Linked DNA regions of Mus musculus: regions 1, 3 and 4 are each linked to region 2. A link is a contact called in public HiChIP or PLAC-seq, Micro-C and promoter capture Hi-C data. All regions are on one chromosome and are shown on one strand. Each heading gives the region's core, a stretch centred on a gene start, on an enhancer-like site or on the middle of the called end of the contact. The rest is flanking DNA. Distances are from core to core; before and after follow the strand shown.

Region 1 (3,244 bases), core at 158-2,657, 230 kb after region 2:
CGTTGACCAAAGCCACTCAGGGGGTCACCTGGACATCTCAGTTTTCCCTTCCCTGGTGATAAGAGCAGAAGGGTGATGATTTGGGTGGCTCTTGGGGAAAGGGAGTGAGGCGACTTCCCACCTATGACGTCATGCATATTCGGGAACCCTGGTCGCCGAGTCTCACCCTTGACTCGTCATCCGGTTTGCCTAACACTAATGCAAAAATATCCAGAGACATATTTGGTGTTGCCACCTGACAGTGTCAATGTTACTAACAGCTGTTGGGTAAAGAGCGGGTGTCAGGCACACTGTTAAATGCCTTACAGGACATTACAGGCAGGACAGCCCCCACATCCAAATGGTTCCCGGGTTGAAATTTTTCAGAGATGAGCTCAGCGGGAAGCATGGGGACTGTGGTATCCAGAGGTTGTGTGTGTCCGCTGGAATGACTTGCCAGACAAGAGACTTCTCAAGGAGGTTTGGAAAGATGACCACATCTGGTCATCTGTGGGTGCAAAGGTACCCTCAGGTACATGGGACCCTCTTCAAAGTCCCAGTGAGAGGGAACCTGGAAAAAGAGGAGAGATGCAAGGGCCAGGTCCTAAGGCCATGGAGACTGCTGAGGAGGTAGGGGCAGTGGGGAGGCATGGTGGGGGTGCTGAGAAGAGAGATATATGAGCAGATGTCAACTTCAGAAAACTCTTCGTGGGATGTAGGGACCCCGGGGCAAGGCTGGTGGGGCGAAAGATCAATGCAGCTGTACTGAACAAGAACCTGTTACTAGTCAGTAGTGGTGAATGTGTCAATAATCACAGCCCAAGGATTCTACCTGTGGGCATACATCTCGGGGTAATTTTCCCATGGGCCTATGGGGGTATCTGTGAAGACCTCTGTTGTTGTAGTATCCATGAGGTGAGCAGGCAGGCTGGGCACCCATCCTTGTAGGGTAAGCCACATGGAGTTTCACATGTAGTTATAGGTTGTAGGGGTGTATGGGGACCTCAAACCTTGTGCTGCGTGAAGAAAAAAAAAGTATTTGTATGCTCAAAAGTTTTGTTTTGTTTGAAATAGGGTCTTGCTATATAGTCTAGACTGGTCTTGAACTTATGGTTCTCCTATTAAACCTAAGTGCTAGGATTACAGACAAATATCATGTGGCCTGGCTACGAAGTCATCTTTTGAGAACATTTATAGAAAAGACATAAAAGCATCAGGGTTGGAGAGTGGAGATGAAGAGTTTAGATACAAAAGGGAGTTAACCTAACCACGCCCCAAAGCGAGGAGACTAGAGGCCAGGCAAACTCTGCAATGGATGGGTGGGGCTGGGCGAGAGGGAAAGCGCGGAGTCAGGCCACACCTCCAGGCAGGCCACGCCCCCAGGCCGGCGGAACCCGAGAGGCATAGCCTCGCGCAGCCCGGACTGCAAAAGGAAGGGCATCCCTGCCGCCGGAAGGAGCGGCGCGTTTCTTGGTCCCGGGACTGAAGCGCCGAAGTTGCGAGCTGCCATGGAGAGTTCTGAGCCTGAGCCTACAGAGGACGCTTCCATGGACGCGTTCCTGGAAAAGTTTCAGAGCCAGCCTTACCGCGGCGGCTTCCGCGAGGATCAGTGGGAGGAGGTGGGCGGCGCCGGGGGCTTCTGGGGTAGGAGCTTGGTCCTCGAGGCTTGGTCACTGGTAGAAACCGTCCGCCTCGAGGTTTTGCGTATAAGTTGACTGCGTTTAAGACCACGGGGGTTTTGCAGGCAGTCCTGTCACACACCACCACCAGGCTCTACTACCAGGGGTCCCTTAGTTGTTTTACTGCAGCACCCAGGTTAGGGTAAACTTGAAAGGAGATGGTGAAGGTGGTCAGGAACGCGACAGCGCCTAGTTGAAGGTGATTGCTACCACCCATGGAGAGCGTTGGAAATCAGGATCCCACATTTAACACCTGAGAAACTGGATGTCTAGCTCCAGCCAATCCTTAGGATTTGCATATCATGCTCAGCGAGGAAAAAACTTTATGATGTCGTGTCCTGGGATTGGATCTAATCAGTAGACAACGCTAATTGTTCTTTTAAATTCTAGGAATTTGACAAGATTCCCCTATTTATGAAAAAAGCGCCATCAGAAATTGACCCCGAGGAGTTTCCTGACTTGGCCTGCCTCCAGTCGATGATTTTTGATGATGATCGATATCCAGAAGGTATCTTACTGTCACCCAGCACTTCTTTTGTGTCCTTGTTGAGTTGAGCGAAAGTATTATGGCTAACATGTCAGTGTTGACTCCACACATTCTCCTTTGGATGCCTTCTAAGTAAATGTGTACAGTTCCAAGCCCCAGAGGCCTGACTTGGATGAAAAGCCTGATTGCCCTAACAAATCAGGAAGGGTGTGTGATGAGTGCCACGAGGTCCACCACTACTGTAGTACCAGAGAGAGGAGGGGGATTGCTTTTCAGTGAATGACACAATGTAAGAAAAGGAGCAGTGTAATTTTCTCAATAGAAATTAAAGTCCTTCAAAAACTGAGATAAATGTGTGTGTGTGTATGTGTATCTGGAAATTGAACCCAGAATCTCACATATGCTGGGTAAGTGAGCTATATCCCCCCTTCGTAAAACTGTTTGTGTGTGTGTATACGTGTGTACATACTTACAGAGATCAGTGGCTAGCCTTGTGAGGTGGATTCTTTCTTACCATTTCACATGTTCCTCAGGTCAAGCTCAGGTTGTCAAGCTTAGGGGCCAGTGCCTTTACCTGTTTAGCCATTTCTCTAGACCATCTTTAATTCCCCTTTTTAAAACAGCACTTATAGCTGGATGGTGGCCATGCATGCCTTTGACCCCAGGCAGGCAGGCAGGCAGGCAGGCAGGCAGGCAAGCAGGCAAGCAGGCAGGCAGATCTCTGAGTGCAAGGCCAGCCTGGTATACAGAGCGATTTCCAAGACAGCCAGGGCTACAGAGAAACCCTGTCTCAAAAACAAACAAACAAACAAACAAACATATAAACACCAACCAAAAACCAAACCAAACCAGAAATTAAAAAGCACTTAGTAACATTACCTCATAATTTTTTGGAAGTGGTTATGGCATTAAGTTTGCATGGCCTTGTGTTCTATATTGATGCCAATTTTATCATACCATTAATTTGGATTTTTCTTCCTCTGTCAGTTCCATCTCTTTGCTTTATTGTGTATGTGTTAGTCTTTGTTTTGCTGTGCTAGAAGACTGACCAAAATGAATGTGGGGAAGAGAGGGTTTATTTAGGTTCTAGCCCGTCCCT
Region 2 (3,394 bases), core at 325-2,824:
TAAGAATAGTGGGGAGGAGGGGGTGTCAAGAAACTGGATGCTAGGGAAAGAGAAGGAGTCCCACTCACCTCTGATAAGAAGGTCTGTGCAGATTTCTGTGCTCCTACGTGCAGTAAATATTCGTAGACGTATAAAGCTAACCTGGAAAGTGAGGAGTGAGAGGAGAGAGAGAGAGAGAGAGAGAGAGAGAGAGAGAGAGAGAGAGAGAGAGAGGTCAGATCACATTAAGGCTCGCTCTGGACCCTGCCAGTGACTGTGAGCCCGGTCTGTGCCATCCCATTGTGGCCACGACAAGAGGTGAGTACCTATCACCCCAGACAGAACAGCTAGTGGGTGGGTACCACAGACAAGCTGCACCAAGCCGCGGGAGCCGGAGACCGGTCCCCAAACTTGAACTTCCAAGTGGCACTGGGACTAAACCCACCTAGGTCTCGCAAACTCGCAAGCCCCTTACAAGAGCCCTGCCTGAGCCACCCTCCTTTTCCCAGCCCACTTCAGCTCCCTGCTTTAGCCCAGCTTTGGGGTCCGAACGGACTCGGTCCCAGTCCGGGTACTTGGCGCGCTCTGGAGAGGGCAGCAAAGCGCCGCCCTCAGCATCTCCCCCTCAAACAACTGTCCCCCAAGCCTGGGGCCGGGCCGGCGCCGCCAGCCCAGCCCAGCCCAGCCCGGACGCCCCGGAGCGCACCGGGCTGACGGGGAGGCCGCTGGCTGGGTAGGGAGAGCGCTCCCGGGCGAACAAAGCCCCCGGCACGCACTCCTCACGCCGCGGGCGGACAAAAGGAGCCTTCGGGGCTGCAGAAAGCCACGCGCCCCCTGCCCGCACTCGGTGGGCAAAGTAAGGGCCCCGCGCCCAGCGGGCCGAGCGCACCGGCTCCGAGTGGGACCTCGCCCACCCTCGTCGCGGACCCCCGCGCCCGCTCTGCCCCGCGCCTACCAACTACCCTCGCCCACCGCTGCCCTGCCGCCCCTTCAGGGTGCCCCAGCCTCCGCCGGCGCCCAACAATGGGCTCTCCACGCCACCGCCGCCGCCGCGGGGCAGAGACCCGGGCCCCAGGGGCACCAGGCGGCGCGACCCCCGCGCCCACCTGCCTCCCGCCACCCGCGGCGCGGCCCCACTCGCGAGAGGCTTACTTTTCCCGAGCCTGCCCGTCCGAGGGCACCGCCGAGCCTTTGCCTTTGGCAAACATGGCTTGCAGAGAAGAGGGCGCCGAGCCCGCCGCCGCCGCCGCCGCTACCGTCCGGTCTCCCGAGCTGCCCTGCTCCCGGCCCCCTCCCGGCGCTCGCCCGCTCGCTCGCACTCCGCTCGCCGCGCTCCCTCCCTCCCAGGCGCAGGCTCCGCGCTCTTTCCAGCTGTCAAAGCGTCAGCCCCGGCCGCGGCCCCATCGCCCTGGAACTCCTCCCGCGCCGGCTCGGCCTGAGCTGCGCCGCCGCCCGCCCGAAGCCTGCAGCTCGCTTGCTCGCGGCCCGCGCGCCCGCCGCCCGGCTCCGCCTGCGCCGCCCTCTGCGCCTTCAGCACCGCTGCCGCTGCCGCCGCCGCCGCCGCTGGTCTACTTGGAGCTCAACCGAACGTGGCTGCCCCGGCAGGAGCGCGGCGGGCGTCCACGCCCCGCGACGGACGGCCGCGGCGGCCAATCGGCGCGCGGGGGCGGGCCTGGAGGCCGAGAGGGACGCCTGTCAGCACGGCCGCGCCAGTCCCGCTGCGCCTCCTCCGCGAGCCGCTGCCCGCTCGTGCCCCGGCCGGGGGAGCGGGGGGCGAGCCTTGGCGTTGGGGTGGGGCGGTGACTCGAGGGGCTCGGGCGTGGACTGGAGCACCCGGCCGGCGCGGCGGGGACTGGGCGCTGCGACAGCAGGCGCGGACCCCGGCTGGCCCGGCGCGCCCCTTTCCGCGTCGGCCTAGCCCCCAGCGCCCCCGCCTCCCCGTGCTGAGCGTACCCTCAGCGGGCCAGGACCCCGGCCGGCCCTGCTCCCCTCTCCGCCCCACCCCGGGCTGCCTGTGCCCAGCCCTGCCTCCCGAGCCCCGGCCAGGGCTGCACGCGGAGCTGGGCGGCCGAAGCTGGCGCCAAAGCGCGCGGCTGCTTCTTTACTAGATCGTTAAAATACTTTGGGAAACCCCAAAGTGGAGCCGCGCGAAAATGGCCCTTGGCGTGCTCCAGGCAAGCTGTAGGAGGGAAAAGAGGTCTTGGACTAGAGGGAAAGAGAGTTGATTTCTCTCAAATTTCTGAGGTTTGCTAGCCCTGGCAAGTTAGCCTCTCGCCTTTCCACGGGAAAGGGTTCCGTTTGGATGAGGGACGTCACCTGGACGCCTCGCGACTCGGAATGCGCGCCGCAGAAATCTCAAACTTCAAATAAATGGAGCTAAATTGGAGAGTAGGGGACCAGAGTCGGGCGTGGGGGGAGGGGAAGCTTCCATTGTCAATGACCCAGGTGTACAATGGGAAATGGGGGGTTGGCAGAGTGACCAAGCTTTTTGCTCACGACTCCTTTCTGTCCACTCGAGGAACCCAAAAACCTGCAGTGTATTCTCATTGGAGTCTCCAAATCAAAAACTGGTGAGATAAGGGATGGCTCCCCATTTTCATACTGTTTTTAGAGCGCGGTTCTCTTTAAATGTGATAAAACATTGTCGGCACTGTCTCTTTAAAAGAGTCAAGCAGAAAAGCTGTGTAAGCGCTGATTGGCTGCCTGTTTGGATACATCTTTAGGGGAGCCTTGAAACTGTTAGCCTAGGTTGATTTTTTTTTTTTTTAACTGCGCTGTTCCAATAAACAAGTAACGCCCCTCCCCCTAACATGCCTCACACCAAACAATTAAAGGATAGGTCAGTGTCCTGGGGAAAACACGTTTTAAGTAGGAAAACTCAGAACTAGATTTCAACAAAATAAACAATAATTCCCTACCATTAAAGTTTGCTTTTTTTGCCCTGCCGAAGAGAGAAAAGGGGTTTTTAAAAGAAATGCCCCACGGCAAACGGATCTGCACTGGTTCAGGAAGGAGACTCCGGGTGCATTTTTGGAATAATGTTCTACACTTGTAACAGCCTCCCTAAATTAGAATACAGCCAAGCACCGTGGACCCCTCTGGACTCTGCTCTCTGCTAGAAACCAGAGCTCAGACAGAAGAAGGGCAGAAAAGAGAAACACTGAGACCTAGTTTGGGGATGCCAATGCCAGCCCCTAGTTTAAAGGTTGTCTTGTCAAGAAAGGGAGAAGCGTGGAGGTTGGGAGTTGAAATACAATGGTAGGAGAGAAAAGGAAATAATTACAGTTATTTTTCCCCCTAGGCAGTTTAATTTAATAGGGCCAACTTAAGGTACCTTTAGAGCCCGCGCTAATTAAATCGGTCTGCTCATACCCTTCCTCTGGACTTCCATTTTTGATGGGCTAGGAATGGTCAG
Region 3 (3,635 bases), core at 73-2,572, 190 kb before region 2:
GGCAGAGGGACAGCAGGACAAGGCATTCTTAGAAAGAGAACCTCGTGGTTCCCAGCAAGGACACAGACACACTGGAGCCAGAGCACCAGAGGCACCAAATGGCACCGCGAGGAAGCTGGCACCGCGGGCTGCAGCAGGAGGCGCGGGCGGGCTCCCAGATCTCAGAGGGTCCTTCCCGAGGTGGGCGGACCTTCCGCACCTCTGAGCCACTCCCTTCATGAGCCACAATGGTGTGGCCTTGTACCTAAGCCCTCGCTCGAGCCCTGTTTTCCTTCATCTGGAGAAGTCACGTCTCAGGAGCCAGCACACATTCAACTCAGCCGGGTCTCCAAAGTGGCCCCTGCTTTCTGGCTGGGGCTTCCTGAGCCCCTGCTTCCTCTGCACCCTCCTCCCATCAGCCCCGTTGTGAGTGGCCAGATCACCTACCTTCCATGGCTTGGGTCCCAGGATCGGAGTCCAACAGTACCATTGCCAGCAGTAGGCAGGCCCCCAGCTCAGCTAGCATCTCCTCACCAGGGGCTCCCTGCACCAAAGGCTGAGTTCAGGGGTCAGGATCCAAGGGTCTGAGAGGGGAAAGAGAGGTGAGGCTGGAAGGGCCTCCAAGTAAATGGTGGTGTGAATAATTCATTGGGCCCTTGAATTAGTAAACGGATCCTAGCTTCCTCCACTCCTCAGTGAGGTGACGGATCTGGTGTCACCAGGTTGACACTTACTGAGAACTGCAATGGCCACCCTGTATCAGGAAGGGGAAGCAGGTTGGGCCTGGAAGAAGACAGTGGAGAAAGGGCCTCTAAATTCCAGGGCCAGATCTATCCCAGTTCAGCTTCCCACTGGCCAGGGGATCCTGATCAAGCCATTTCACTCCCTCTTGGCCTTCTGATCCAGCTGGCACAGCCATGCAGCCCTGCTTCTGGGGCTACTGGGAAAAAGAAATGAGATTGCACGTGCTAACGTATGCAGCTAGTGCTCAGCTGGCGCATACGCCTGTCTTTCCCCATTCTCCACTCCCGAGGGAGTCAAAAGGAGCCTACGGTTCTCGGGACAGACAGAACAAGCTTCCTTCCAATGTGAGAACTCAGCTCAGAGGGACGGAGAAGGAGCTGTGGACGGCTGATGACGGGAGTGCATCAGGAACAGCAGCATCGGCACTTGGGAGTCTTCTAATGTGATAGCCGTGGGCCGCAGCCTGCTGTGTGGCCAGAGCAGGAACCGTGCCTTCACTGGTTCGCGAGACTCATTTACAGGGCTCTGCATCCAGGCTCTGTGCTGGGAGCTGGGACTGCAGAAGAGTCCTGAGGGGAGCTGTGTCCAGCAGCAAATGGGATCTGGTTTTTCCTCCAGGAGTCTTTCCCTTTGAGTCAGCCCATCCCACGGGGGTGGGTGTGGGTGAGAGGGGGGTACAGATGTGTGGAGGTCAAAGACCAACTTTGAGTGCTGTTTGCCAGAAACCATCCACCTTGATTTTTGAAACAGAGTCTCTTATTGAATCTAGAATTGATCCATGAGCCCCAGGGATCTGGCTGCCTCTACCTCCCAACTGCTGAAATAAATGCTTGAAATTCTTTACTGGGGTGGATAGGTGCTAAGGATCAAACTCAAGTCCTCAATGTGAGTGTGGAAATGACTTCACCATCTCTTCCCAGCCCCCTACCCCCTTATTTCTAATCGTTGCATTTGTGCAGAGCCTGTTCTAGGCCTGGGGGCACTGATGAGAAATGGGACAGGTGCCCACTTTCCTAGGAAGGGCAGAGCCTGGCCTGTGGTTTCTGATTGCTTGAAGTCAGTCCTGGCTGCCCTACCGCCAGGTTGAGGGGTCTGTGAAAGTGAGACATTCTCTCTGAGGCCCAGCTTCCTCCACAGAAAGAGGTAGTTGCAGCCTGCTATTCTCCGGTAGGATTAAATGAGACCAGGAACGGATGTCTTACCAGCCTGGCTCACCACACCACAACAAGTACGCTTTTTATCTACCCAAGAGGAACCCAGCTGTCCATCTGCCAGAGCACATGTCGCCTCTGGCCCGTCCTTTTGTCAGGCAGTCCCAGGGGAGCCCTAGGCTGCTGGCAGAGGAGGCCACCTGGAAGGTGTTCAGCAAAGGGCATCAGGAATGGTCAGAGCAGAGAGACTGGCTTTTCCATGGAGCAGGATGGAAAAGCAAGGAACTTGCTGGGCAGGCTTAGAAGTAAAGCTGCTTATCAAGCATTGCCTGTGTGAATGAGGGGGGCTGGGAGATGGTGGTGCGTGACTTCAGTCCCTGCACTCACGGGACAGAGGCAGGCAGACCTCTGAGTTCTATGGAGTGAGTTCCAGGACAGCCAGAGGAGAAACTCTGTCAATAATAATAATAATAATAATCCAGGACAGCCAGAGGAGAAACTCTGTCAATAATAATAATAATAATAATAATAATAATAATAATAAATAATGATGGTTTATGAGTGAAAACCAGGCAGAGTGATAAATGGGCACTTACTGGGGTGCTGTTCACTTGCACATAGCCTCTCAGCCAGCACAACACACAGTAGGTTTCACAGGAGACAGGGGAGCAAGCTGAAGCTCCCTGCTTGTGTCAAGGTCCTGGGGTGAGCGCTACCACAAGAAGACCTTAGACTGAGCAGTGTGTTTGGGAAGCAATCCTAGGATTGCAGAGAGGGAAGGGAGACAGGATGAGAAAAAGACTCCAGGGCCCTTGCTTCAGTCCCTGCCTCCAGCTCTGCCTTGGGCTCTTGCCCTGACTTCCATCGATGGACGGTGAGCTGTGAGCTGAAATCAACCCTCCCCCCCCCCCCCCCCCCCCCGCCGTTGCTTTGGGTCTGGTGTTTATCACAGCAACAGAAACCTAAGACATTCATCTTTGCCTCTGCCTCATCTCAAACATCTTAGATGCTCAGCAGACATATCTGCTCTGAACCGTTCCGAGGCCCACAGCCAACGAGTGCCCTTTTCCCTCTGGGCCCATGTGTGCCTGGGCCAAAGGCGTGCTGTTAACCCTGCTCTCCTACTCACCTGTAATGAAATACCCCAGGCTGGTCAGCCCATAAACAGTACATGTGTATTCCTCAGTGTTCTGAAGGACAGGAGTCCAAAACCAACGTGTCTGGTAAAGCAGGAAACTGGCCGAGTCCTCCTCCCGTGGTGAGAGAGGTGAGGCGCTCTCGGAGTTGAAGCAGTGTGTGTGTGTGTGTGTGTGTGTGTGTGTGTGTGTGTGTGTGTGCGCGCGTGCGCGCGCGTGCTGGGGTAGGTGCGAGTGAGGGTAGTCTCTTTTATAAGAGCACTAATTTCCAAAAGACTATGCTGGGGACACAAACACACAAACCTTCTTTGCCACAACCAGGCCCTGCCCCCACTCCCCGTGGCAGGATGGTCCAGTGCAGTGGTTAAGCCTGAGACTTCTAGAAGTAGGACCATGTGGGAGTTATTAGCTGTGTGACCTTGGCCCTTCCACACTTGTGAATTGAGAACTATGTACCATAAGGACAGCATGGGCCAAGTTTCAAAGCTCCTTGGAGCACAGTCGCCCTTCTGTCTGTAGCCCATGCATGGAAACTCTGAGTGATGTGCAACCCTGGTCTTCCTGTTTCCTTACAAGCCCTCTCTCCTTGAAGTGACCTCTGGGTGGGGCCTCTTGCTGCCTGACT
Region 4 (3,514 bases), core at 667-3,166, 200 kb after region 2:
CAGCCCCCAAGCTGGCTCTCACTGGCTCTATGGTCCCCATCCAGAGACAGATTCAGGAGGAGCCGCTGGATTCCCTTTTGAGTCCTGCTCGACGGCAGGCTATGGAGATCCTGGCACAGCTGAGGTATCCCTGTCCTTTCTCTTCCACACTCTGCCCCTTCTCACACCCCTGTCCACTCCGAGCCTTTCCCTCTCCCCCTGCCCAGTTCCCTGTGGACCCTGATACTTCCACACCCGTTGCTCACACCCCACCTTCTCCTGTGGATCTAATCTCGGGTGACCCTCCCTAAGTCAGGTGTCCCCTTCCCCATGCTGCATCCTCTGCCCCCCCCCTCACTCCACACCTGGCATCCTGTCTCTCTCAGTCACACCAAGCCTATCCTGAGCGTGCGGGAGAGGGTGGAGCTGGTGAACACCTGTGTGCGGAGCGTGTTCTCACTGCCCTCCGTGCAGGCCATGCAGGAGAAGGACGAGTCCAAGGCCGAAGTCATCCAGGTGAGCTGGACCCTCCTGGTTCGGCTTTAGGTTTGGGGACATCCTCAGAAGGGACAAGGTTCAGGGGTGAGTGGGGGCTTTCTATAGATGGTCTCCCTTACTCCTTGGCTGAGTGGCCCGGAGCACCTCACGTCACCTGCGACAGTCTGAACAGATACTTGATAGCTATTCAGCAGAAGGGTGAACTGTTGCAGTAATGGCTTCCTTAGGAGGGCCCTGTCCTGTATCAGGGATATAGATAGATGCTGTAAGGCCGTAGGAAGTGGGCAGGATAAGAGGGTAGTACTGAGGACTGTGCTCTATGGAAGAAGACTGGGGGAAACTGGGCAGAGACCTGGAGAACAGAGCCTCAAAGGGGGTTTGGTGAGCATCTTTAAGTCTCTGCAGAATCATTCCTGGAGGTACCACAGCAGGGGATACTAAGGTATAAGATGCAAGGAGAGCTAGGGTCAAGCGGGATGTTGAGTGAGAGGGGGGGTCCAGCTGTTCGGCTACCCTTTCTCTCAGCAGGTATTAGCCATGTTCCTCTCCAGGTCACTACGGTAGTCTCGCAGTAGTGTGACGGTGGAGGAGATGGATGCCATCAAAGAACCCAGTACCCAAAAATCTCCGCAGTAGTCAGTGCTGCAAGCATAAACCATGGGGTATCAAAAAGAGTATGGGATGAGGAACATGGCCTAGGGTGGATGGAGCACGTGGTTTCCTGGAAGAGGGTGGCAGAGAACCTGTACAGAACCCATGCCAACTGCCAGGATGATAAGTGATGTGACTGAAGACTGGAGGGTGGGGGGACAGGGACTCTGACAGGCGTGCTGTATAATAGGTAGGGGTGAGGCCACACAGACAGATAAGATAGCGTCTGGGTTCTGGATTCTCAAGCTGGTGGCCTGAGAGGGCCCAAAGTCATGGCCAGAATCCTTGCTGTGGAAGGAACTGGCAGCCCCTTGTAGTTACAAGTCGTGCCAGCAGAGGGCGGTGGTGTCTAACAAGCTCCCAGCAGCTCTGTCCTCCTGTCCACAGATCCTTTACTACCAGACCTTGGATTCCTTGCAGAAACTTCTGAATGCCCTCTTTATTGAAGACCCCACTCCTACTGGGCTGAAGAGCATCCTGGAGGTGCGGCGTGGGGGGTGGGGGGGTGGGGACGACACGGGGCAAGCAGGGAAAGGGAGAAGGAAGTAGGAAAATGGCTTCATACAAGTGGGAGGTGGGCTCTGAAGGAGTGGCGTCATCCTGAGCCAGTGCCCTGCTTCCATGTTGTATTTTACGCTGTTATTTAGTTTTGGTGACGCTGAGGGTTGGACCCAAACCCTTGTACCTGCGAGGCAAGCCCTCTACCTCTGAGCCACAGCAGAGTCCTGTTCCCTCTTTCCTTGTTTATCTGTATACACAGTCACACTGAATTGCCCAGCACTGCCTTGAACTTTTGATCCTATTATCTCAGCTTCCTGAGTCACTGTCTGCAATTCCCCTACAGCCACTGCTCTTGCCCCACCCCTTTCTCCATTGTTATCCATGTCTCTTCTCTCTTCATTGACCCCGTCCCTTCCTTTGCTCTGAGTCCCCTTCTCAGCTCAAACCCCACCTGTCATTGATCCTCAGGAAGAGAAGGAAGACGGTGGCAAATTGCCTTCTTTCTTCTTCTGGAAGCTTCTTGCAGATTACTGACTTACCCACAGACAGCAGGGGCTGGCAGACAATGGTAGCAGAATCTCTCCCTTGTCCCCACAGCCCCTAGGGCCCTGGATGAACTCTGGGAAGGCCCACGAGCGGGCTCGGGCTGTGAACAGCAACGTCTCTGTGTTGAACCACACACTTGTGACCCTGCCATTCTTAGTGAGTGTTCCTGGGTGTGACCCTGCCATTCTTAGTGGGTGTTCGGGGGTGGGGGCATTCCGGTGACTTCTCAGTTGATCTTCTGCAGCTGGGCAGGTCTTCTTGCCCTGCACTATGTAGCTATAGACTCCCTCCCTGTGATTGTGACACTCACAGATATCCTCGGGCTTCCCAACACTGGGTCTTCTGCTGGGGAGGCTCCTTCTTCGAATCGGGGATCCTGATGAGGAGATCGGACGGGAGGCTCTGGACGGCATCACCATCCTCTACACCATCCTGGATCTCCAGAAACGTATGCCCAAGTCAGGTCCCTAGCCACTGCACAGCTAGGGAGGGGAGCATGGTGGTACGGCTGGGCAGTTGGAGGCAGGCAGAATGGGTCAGATGGGGATTAGGAGCTGATGGGAAACTCCTATCTCCATGGAACCAGGAGCAGAGGTACAAACTAGCCATTGTTTTTCATGTTTGTTTGTTTTTAAGCTCTGGCCCCTGACTTTTAATCCTCCTGACTTAGCGTCTCAGGTACTGGGACTACAGGCATGTACTGCCCTGTTAGACAACAACTCTATCACGACAGGAGCTGTCCTTCAGTTGGCTAAGCTTTCCCATATTGTTCCAACCTTGATTTCTCCTTCTAATGTACCATGTGCACCTAGGTATGATGGCCCTGATGTCTTCTTCCTTTGTCTGTCTTTCCTACTAGACTGTAATGCCATGAGGGTAAGGCAGGATTCTCTGTTCTTTCTGAGTCTAGCCATGGGCTGGCATATGGTCTTATTCAGTGAATATGCATAGGACCTAATGAAGACCAGGTCCTACATTAGAGTCTGGAGCCTGTAAGTGAAAGCACAGCCTGAGGTTAGGTTTCAGGGAGCTCATGAGATGGTTTCCAGGCTGCCTTCAACCTCCTGCCGTTCTTTCTCCTTAGTCCCGATTCTATATCAACCAGGAAACCTTGGCTGGTTTCCTAGTTTCTCCTGACTCTGAAGGCAGAGTGGCCTGCATGTCACACCTGGTTTTGGCTCTCGACTTTCCCAGCTTGAGTGACCTCTTCTGTATATTTTTCTAGATTTTCTCATCTGTTACAGGATTATGGTTGAGTGCTTTTTGAAATATTAAATGGTATTCTTCAAACGAGTTCATGGGAAGAGATCAGCTCAGGGTCCCATGTCATAGGTGCTTG

Evidence for each region. Promoter capture Hi-C pulls out the DNA fragments that hold promoters and counts their contacts. Hi-C and Micro-C count contacts between places; a contact is called where the count stands out from the background. HiChIP or PLAC-seq counts read pairs in DNA pulled down with a chosen protein or histone mark.
Region 1: a contact with region 2 is called in a Micro-C map of embryonic stem cells, with 3 times the contacts expected there. The contact joins the promoter of Ttc4 here to the promoter of Ssbp3 in region 2. A contact is called at or near these places in 2 of 39 promoter capture datasets (erythroid cells and liver), 3 of 484 Hi-C or Micro-C datasets (embryonic stem cells and muscle stem cells), 1 of 115 datasets of contacts at active chromatin or transcription factors (memory CD8 T cells) and 1 of 9 other capture datasets (pancreatic islet).
Region 3: a contact with region 2 is called in an H3K4me3 HiChIP or PLAC-seq map of embryonic forebrain, with 3 times the contacts expected there. The contact joins the promoter of Cdcp2 here to the promoter of Ssbp3 in region 2. A contact is called at or near these places in 13 of 39 promoter capture datasets (the 3T3-L1 cell line, the C10 cell line, the HPC-7 cell line and 9 more), 3 of 484 Hi-C or Micro-C datasets (embryonic stem cells, epidermal suprabasal cells and stem cell-derived neural progenitor cells), 15 of 115 datasets of contacts at active chromatin or transcription factors (bone marrow-derived macrophages, craniofacial prominence, differentiating embryonic stem cells and 10 more) and 4 of 9 other capture datasets (adipose tissue, embryonic stem cells, liver and 1 more).
Region 4: a promoter capture Hi-C map of hippocampal neurons shows a contact between it and region 2, with 4 times the contacts expected there. The contact joins the enhancer-like site here to the promoter of Ssbp3 in region 2. A contact is called at or near these places in 1 of 39 promoter capture datasets (hippocampal neurons), 1 of 484 Hi-C or Micro-C datasets (cerebellum), 2 of 115 datasets of contacts at active chromatin or transcription factors (embryonic limb bud and pancreatic cancer cells) and 1 of 9 other capture datasets (liver).

The regions. Positions count from the first base shown.
Region 1 is chr4:106,677,107-106,680,350 of GRCm38.p6, reverse strand. Ttc4 (tetratricopeptide repeat domain 4) reads left to right here and starts at 1,407. Exons shown (of 10, transcript NM_028209.2): 1 at 1,407-1,598; 2 at 2,049-2,166. The coding sequence starts at 1,488.
Region 2 is chr4:106,909,650-106,913,043 of GRCm38.p6, reverse strand. It overlaps Ssbp3 (single-stranded DNA binding protein 3), which reads right to left and starts at 1,574. Exons shown (of 18, transcript NM_023672.2): 1 at 1,132-1,574; 2 at 69-141. The coding sequence starts at 1,187.
Region 3 is chr4:107,094,578-107,098,212 of GRCm38.p6, reverse strand. It overlaps Cdcp2 (CUB domain containing protein 2), which reads right to left and starts at 1,322. Exons shown (of 4, transcript NM_172873.3): 1 at 427-1,322. The coding sequence starts at 505.
Region 4 is chr4:106,706,568-106,710,081 of GRCm38.p6, reverse strand. It overlaps Mroh7 (maestro heat-like repeat family member 7), which reads left to right. Exons shown (of 24, transcript NM_001126487.1): 6 at 45-124; 7 at 366-495; 8 at 1,516-1,611; 9 at 2,227-2,331; 10 at 2,488-2,623. Among named protein-coding and RNA genes, the nearest start is that of Mroh7, 20 kb to the left of the region's middle. Within about 2 kb of position 1,916, at least 49 of the 459 cell types and tissues checked have an H3K27ac peak or open chromatin away from gene starts, as enhancers often do. A contact at or near this core is called in hippocampal neurons and liver, where this site is marked.